Linked DNA regions of Cydia pomonella: region 2 is linked to region 1. The links are chromatin contacts, called in public Hi-C maps. All regions are on one chromosome and are shown on one strand. The core of a region is the stretch at or near the end of the contact, and the rest is flanking DNA. Distances in the headings are between cores, read along the strand shown. Region 1 holds the start of LOC133525611 (centrosomal protein of 164 kDa). Region 2 holds the start of LOC133525644 (elongation factor 1-gamma).

Region 1 (3,899 bases), core at 858-3,357:
GATGGGGAGCCATCTTCTTTGGTCACCTTTCTCTGTAGACGGCGCGCTTTCAGAATCCTACCTTTACCTTCTTCTAAATTCGTACCTTTTACAAAATCTGTCATGGACCAATCAGTTGGAACTCCTCGAACTAGCCCCATACGAGATATGTTGTATGTTGGTATGTTTGCCGATAGTTTGTATTTGTCTAGCATAGGGTTTTTTAGAATGGAGTTGGCATCAGCAGCTTTATCAAAAGTTACTGAAACTCTATTACGACCTACAGATTTTATCCCGTCCTTCTTAATATTTGTGACATTTGCCTGTGTTAAGAGCATACCTACGTAGATAGCTTTTAGTGATGACTTGGAGTCAGCAGAGGATTCCTTTGAGATGTGAACCACAAATGGGCCATCGTCGTCAGCATTGTATCCGCGGGCTTCTGTGCTAAGATCAGGGTGTTTATAAAAAAGTGGGTTCGCAGCATTCTCATCGGGTTGTTTATCTACGTGGGGGATGACGACATTCTCACATACTGTCGCTACCTGGTCCGAGATCTCTTTGTGAACGTGGATTGTAATTTTTTTAGGAGCTGGTTCTTGTGGGCTACCTACCGGTGATAAGCCTAATGTTTGCAGGTTTCTTTTTCTAGTATTATTGTCAATGTCCATGCCAACATTAGAGTTACCATCGGCTTCGTCAGGGGGCTTTTCCTTCTCATTCCCGTCCATTGGCCTAAGGGCCAAAAAGGCCTTACCCTAGCTTTATATCAGAGCAAATGTATATTTAACCTAATTTATATAAATAAACCACAACCAAGTTAATAAAAAAAGGATGAATTTGTTATTTATAAAGGAATATAACCTAAAAGTGAACAGACTCACACGGCGCTTCTGTCAAAAGTCCATGTTTTGATATATAAATATTTTCAATTTTGCCACTTTGGCTGTCACTATTTGTTTGATGCTGACTGTACCTGGATATAGGTATCAATGTCAGCAAATAAAATGTCAAAGGAATAATAAAATAAATAGAAGTGGAAATTATCCCTGGATATAAATAAAATAATTAAATTATGTTTTGTAAGAAAAATGAATGTTTGATTTCAATGACTTTATACTCAAATATTTCTTGCAAGTCTGCTATTTAGAAACAGTACCTTTACAGTACCTTTTTAGAGTTTTTTTCTGAAGGGTACTGTTTATTATTATAATAAAGTGTTTTTCTAGAACAGTACAATCATTAAACATCAAATACATATACCTACTGGTTGTGATGATGTGATAATAAAATAAAATATACCTACTTCATAACAAGCAGACTTAAGTAAAAACCCTGTGCCCTCCACGCGTTAGTATAGTACTTCATCAGTTTTTTTATTTATTTTTTATTGCAATTTCGAAATCCAATAAGATTTCGTTTTCTGTATTAACATTCTGAGTCTGTAAGGGAAATACTGTATGTGGTGTACTTTCCCATAAGCAGTAGTGTATGAACACTAGTGTCGATCATATGAAGTATTTAAATTTCTTAATAATTAATACTGAACTGTGAGCGAAACACCGAAATTTAAAGGGTAGCTTAAGAATTGTTAAGACTGTAAAATAGGAATTTAGCAACACCAGCTAACATCTAGATGTATCAGGCGTGCATTATGATCTATTACTGATATACTTTATGATAAATTACACAAAGTATTTAATTAATTATAAAAGGTACAAACCCTCTGCAGATGGTTGACTGTTCTCATCGAAAACTTCGCGGCACACGATCGCTGCTGGAGAGCTCATGGCTTCCAGTATCACATTTTATTTAACTCTGAACGAAAACGGCTTCACATAGCCAAAGAATTTCAAATTCGGTAAAAAAATCATTATCTTATACGCTAAACCCAAGAAGAGCAAACAAAACCGAGCAAAATCTCGATGGAAACTTTGACACTGACAATAGATCAGCGCGTTTGAGTAAATGGTAATAACGACCACCGACTGTGGGTCGTAGGACCATCACCTGTGTTGCCGGTCCGAATCAAGTCCGAATCCTGTGATGATTGTCTATGGATTTTGCAATTTGACAAGTCATAATGTACGTTCAATTACCAGCCCGAAGTTGTTAAGAACTGTAATAATACATAGTCAGAACGCTTTAGTAAATAAATTTATGATATAAACAATAAAACGATTTGAAAATATCTTATTCAAAGGTATATTATTATTTTACACATATATAAAAAATAATTAAAACCATGCGACCTTTCAGTTTTTAAACAGACTTCGACAACCTCAAATTTGTTGTGGAACGGGAACGAGTCAGCGTACATTTTATTTCTCTAAATAATTCAATTGCATATATAAATCGAAATGGCTTCTATGACAGAAGTTGCGTCTTTATATCAAAATCTGAAAACCGAATGGGCAAAGAAGCCACGCAAGCTGGACAAGTGCGGGGAGCTGCTGAACAAAATCAAGGTACTTTCCGTTGTTTGGAATGACTTGTCAATTTTTAGATGTTTTTCTTCTAAAATCCGTTTGTTTTCTAGATTGCGTTGACGCAGTTGACTTTCCTGCCTAGTAATAACACAGCGGCTAACCAAAAGGAGTTGATCTTGGCGCGGGATGTCTTGGAAATTGGAGCACAGTGGGCCGTCGCCGCAAAAGACGTAAAGGCGTTCGAGCGCTACATGTCACAGCTAAAATGCTACTATTTCGATTACAAGTCAGTATGGTTTACATATTATAAGCTAATTTATCTTCAGTAATATGGAAATCTAGTTGAAACGATTACAGTATGTGCAAATAACATGTTTCTTTCATGGTTTATCTGGAGTCCTTTAGTATTACTGGCTTCTTGTAGAAATTATTTCTTTGCTTCTCTTTCTCAAAATGAATAGGACATTTGATATCTAGGTGGCTCCATTGGTGTTATAATGTAGGTAAACCTAAAATGACTTATATCTTAATTCCAGAGAGCACCTCCCAGAATCAGCATTTATGTACCAGCTCCTTGGCCTAAACCTGCTGTTCCTACTGGCTCAGAACAGGGTAGCCGAGTTCCACACAGAGCTAGAGCGCCTGCCAGTGGATGTGATCAGGGCTGACCTATATGTTAAGCACCCACTTGCATTAGAGCAGTATTTGATGGAGGGGAGCTACAACAAAATCTTTTTAGCTAAGGTGTGTGATATATGACTTTTATATTGAGATAGTAAGACTATAAAAGGGAGAAACTAAACTGGGCTGGAAGGTCAGGTAGCAGTCGTTAAAACTAGTGCCTATGCCAATTTTTGGGATTAATTGCTAAGTGGACCCCAGGTTCCCATGAGCTATAGCAAAAAGCAGGGACAACATAAGGAAGATGATTTAATACAATTCAAATAGTTTAATATGTTCATTTGTTCTAATTGTATTGTTGATGATGAGTAAGACTAAAGTATTACATGGCTTCAGATCAGTATAACAGAATCTTAAAGTAACAGGGAAAAGTTTCCTGAATGAAGTAGAAGAAGTACAATTTCCCTGCTAAATTTCTGAGGCAGGGTACTTGTAAAACAGGGAAGATTTTTGGAGCATCATAAAAACAAATATCAAGCCTTTGGCATTGGGAAACAAAATATGTTTTCTTTATATCATCACACTAGACTTCTGGCAGAGCATTTCTCCTCAATGACAAAATCAGAGTCTAAAAAGAATTTGCAAAATGTTACTTGGCTAGCCACCTGGACATGAAAATTTTGCCAAGGTAAATACAATTATGATTTGTCAAAATAAAGATGATGACCTGTCTGGCCTAGTGGGTAGTGACCCTGCTTATGAAGCAGATGGTCCTGGGTTCGAATTCCGGTAAGGGCATTTATTTGTGTGATGAGCAAAATTGTATATTACATATATCATTATCTGAGTACCCCAACACAAGCCTTTTTG
Region 2 (3,899 bases), core at 811-3,310, 590 kb before region 1:
TATATACACATATCGTACAAAATGTTCACGGTCTATTCTATAAACATAAAAAGCCATCTAGAACGATACATTACGTCCGAGTGCAGAAAGCGGCACGTTACTAACGCGGGGTCGCGGCGGCGGCAGTACACTCGAAAATAGAACCCTGGGGCTCCACAGAACTATGACACTTTGACGAACATATAGATATTTCCTGTGACATAGTTACATGGTGACCTTGCCAAGGTCCTTAACTGCATAATGCGAAGTCCCGCGCCGCCGCGCCCGCTCTCGCATACATTCCTCGCCCCTGAGTGGCAGTAACGTCTCTAACAGATCGCAACAAACATTCAGAATGTAAACTACACACGCCGGACTATCGCGGGTTGCACTACCCAACAACTAGTTCATGTATGTTCATCCAGAACAATTTTTGTGTAACGCGTTCAACATCAGGATGGAGGAATTATGCACGGAAATTTTCCTAGAGTTGTTCTAGAATAGAGTAGAAACATGTATGCGGTCCGAAGGTGAGGCACGGACTGACGGCACAGAAGACGCGCAGGTGTAAGTGGCCAGTGTGGAAAGAGTTTGGAGGTAGCAGTCAATGGAGAATACTCTCCTGTCTAACTTCTGTATGTTAACTGCAAGTTCTTTATTAAGAGAACTTGATTTTTAGGGTCAAAAATCCCATTGATTAAATTTTACTGATGAAAACTATAGCTGTTAGCAGTGCTTGGCTACTTTAGCACATAGCACAGATACAGCTTATTGTGCATGTATTTCTAGAACATAATGTGGCATTAGATGTTTGTTTAGTTTGAAAAATTGTTCTGGACGCGAGTGACGTGACGTGCGAGATGCAACATGAGGGACACCTCCGTGTCACTACACACTCACAGTTCTCCACCTTAAAATCAATGCAGTTAACACGCGCTGAAAACAAACCTCCGGTTAAGCTCAGAACCTACATGAGACCATCTGTAACACTCTCAATAAGTTTAGTCAGAAAGGCGGGTCAGTAGGGAAGCAAACAGAACAAGTTAAGAGACACAGAAAGCAACTCATGGGAATCAACTTCAATTTCATTATTAGTTTTATTTGATCTTATTAAATTTTTATACCAACAGTAAAAAGGTACATAGAGAATGAGACAGACTGGAAGAGTATAGATTAGTAAGACAAATAATTACTTACAGTTGGAACAGAGCTCCATGGGAATTGAGTTTTCATTGCCCTGAAAATTAAATTTCAACTTGTCACTTTACTACAATAGGCCCTGATTAGGTTCTAAAAAACCAGCACGTATGTAGTGAGAATGACTACACAAATCAGTAGGTACCTACATTGGATTCAAAATAATTATGTACAATATTATTGTAATTAGCTCTCAGTGAGGGTGGATAGCAGTTTGAGCGCCGCGGGCCGCGAGCAGCGCCGGTCCGCCGTTCGCTCCACAGCGAGACAACACCTTGGCCAAAACAGCACCAGCGTAGTTAAATTTAGCCCGCCCGCAATATAATACACACTTACCATTTTGAGTTTTTAGTAAATCACTCGTAAGCAAAGAAGAATAACTGCGTTGCAGTCGGACACTGTGCTTTTATCACGAATTATGTTAAATCGCAAAAACCCTCGCTACACCATCGATCTAAACTTTCTTTTAGAAATTGCGAAATTATGTTGCCAAACTTAAAAATGAAAACGTCAAATATTAAGATGCGTTCCAATAATATACTTCAGAAATTTGAATATTTCACGTTTTCTGTAGTGCTTACCACGTGTTTACCAAAGAGTAAAGCAAGTATATAAGGAAGTGTTTACAAAGATGAAGGAATTAGAAAATCTGAGGGCATATTAACGAAACTACCAAATGGAAGTATATCAAATAAACAACGGCACAGCTATATCGACGTCTTTTCGAAAACATTCAGGACAAATTTTGAACTCATGATATTGCAAAGACACTCTTACAATGTTCTGTTTGAAATATTTCTACTTATCGATTGAAAAGATTTACAAATCTTACAAGTTATGCTTTTTTTCGCTTCTTATGATCCGCTTTAAGAATCTAAATTTCTGAAACTCGAATGCGTTTGCGTGAATGAAAAGATGCTTCAGAATTTGACGTTGACATCTGATCAGTACTGTCAAAAGTCTCTTCGAAAAAATCCACCATGGCGGCCGGGGTAGGTTTAAGTTTTATTGAGAATTATCGTGTGAATCAGATTATATTCCTGCTCGTAATGAATAAAATGAGTGCCATTGAAATATCCGCTGACTTTGTGTGTGCTTATTTCCGTAGGTACTCTATACTTATCCGGAAAACTTCCGCGCTTACAAGGCATTGATCGCCGCACAGTACTCCGGGGCCGATGTGAAAGTGACCCCGAACTTCGTGTTTGGTGAGACCAACAAGTCAGATGAGTTCCTCAAGAAGTTCCCGGCGGGCAAAGTGAGTGCAGTGCTAAGTTGTATTTGTTGATTGGGGTTATGCCTTCGCGTGAACGGCTGGTGCGATGACGTGTACGTTTGTGGTTTATTTTAGGTGCCTGCCTTCGAGAGCGCCGACGGCAAGGTGTTGCTGACCGAAAGCAACGCTATCGCATATTATGGTGAGTCCAACATCATTATACTCACGACCTAGTTCGCCGATAACCTCTAAACGAAGTGAGGAAAGTTGTCGGTCAAGTTTAGTAGCAGTTGAATGACCTAACCTTTTTTTTTTGCGAAGGACAGAATGCATCCTGCAATATTCTATTCACTACTAATTTGTCGTCAAATTCTTCTTGTATAAAATGTAACTTGTCCATAACTTCGTCAACATAACATTGATCATAGTTTATTTTTGTTGAAAGATCCTGTCTTACTCTTTGTCATCAAATCTTGTAGTCTTCGCGTATAATTTTGCTGAGTACCTATAATAATATAATTGTGTTTACTTCTTTTGTATACAACATATGGCATTGTTTCCTCAACCTTGACTTAATTCTTTTCTAAACAAATTGTATGATTATTTAATAATGTTACTAACTTTAACTAATTAGATCTGAAGAAAAACCGGATAGTGAAATGTTGGTGAAACTTGACTTTTCATTTAAACATATGGGTACCTTGAAGATAAAATCTAAGACTACTAGAGCTGACGGGATCTGAAAGTTATATTCAGCTAAATAAACTGAAGTCGAAGTCCTTTAGCATCTTGTTAGTGTATTTAAATTATTTTTGACATTTTTAACTCTTCAATTCAAGTATATTTCAATCTAAAGAAACTACCATTGACTTCGTAATGTAGGTACTTCTTCTATCTTTACTAAGTAGTCAAGATAGAAGAAGTAAATATGAAGTGTTACCGCACAGTATGTATATATTCACATTACATACAATCATGCAGTGCTTGTGAGTGGAGGAGAGAGAGCGGAAGACAATCTTAGGATACAGCCAGGATTAAGATGAGAGAGAGAGAGATGAATGTTGTTATGGGCTTCACACTCCACTGGGCTGGGCTGGGGGTAGTTTATGAAGCAACAGGGTTAACCCTTTTACCACCAAAGTCGCCGTATGACATGCGACTACAATCCAATATCAACCTTCATGCATTCCATCAAGGTTCAGGATAACTCACCTCACCATTCTAAGGGTTAAACACTAATGGCGTTATTCATAAATGTTTGTTAAACATAAAAAACCTGCAGATAATTGTTTGTCCCTTTCATCATACTGATATTTCTTTTTGTTAGACAGAGCAGATGTCTGGAAAGGGTGTTAAGTTTTATTAATAAGGAGGTAAGATGAGAGAGGGTATTGACTTTTGTAAATTCACAGTGTCGAATGCGGCACTCCGCGGTGGCGACGCTGCGACCCAAGCACGCGTTCTTCAGTGGGCGTGCTGGGCCGACTCCGAGCTCCTCCCCGCCGCG

What was found. A called contact is a pair of places that touch in the nucleus more often than the background predicts.
Region 2: a Hi-C map of whole body shows a contact between it and region 1, with 6 times the contacts expected there. The contact joins the promoter of LOC133525644 here to the promoter of LOC133525611 in region 1. A contact is called at or near these places in 2 of 2 Hi-C or Micro-C datasets (both in whole body).

The regions. Positions count from the first base shown.
Region 1 is chr15:5,360,026-5,363,924 of ilCydPomo1, reverse strand. LOC133525611 (centrosomal protein of 164 kDa) reads right to left here and starts at 2,107. Exons shown (of 23, transcript XM_061861928.1): 1 at 1,703-2,107. The coding sequence starts at 1,769. It overlaps LOC133525610 (26S proteasome non-ATPase regulatory subunit 8-like), which reads left to right and starts at 2,244. Exons shown (of 5, transcript XM_061861927.1): 1 at 2,244-2,447; 2 at 2,519-2,694; 3 at 2,945-3,152. The coding sequence starts at 2,340.
Region 2 is chr15:5,951,334-5,955,232 of ilCydPomo1, reverse strand. It overlaps LOC133525644 (elongation factor 1-gamma), which reads left to right and starts at 2,060. Exons shown (of 9, transcript XM_061861970.1): 1 at 2,060-2,168; 2 at 2,285-2,434; 3 at 2,528-2,594; 4 at 3,805-3,899. The coding sequence starts at 2,157. It overlaps LOC133525648 (calcineurin subunit B type 2), which reads right to left and starts at 1,950. Exons shown (of 6, transcript XM_061861975.1): 1 at 1,513-1,950; 2 at 1,177-1,216; 3 at 880-915. The coding sequence starts at 1,515.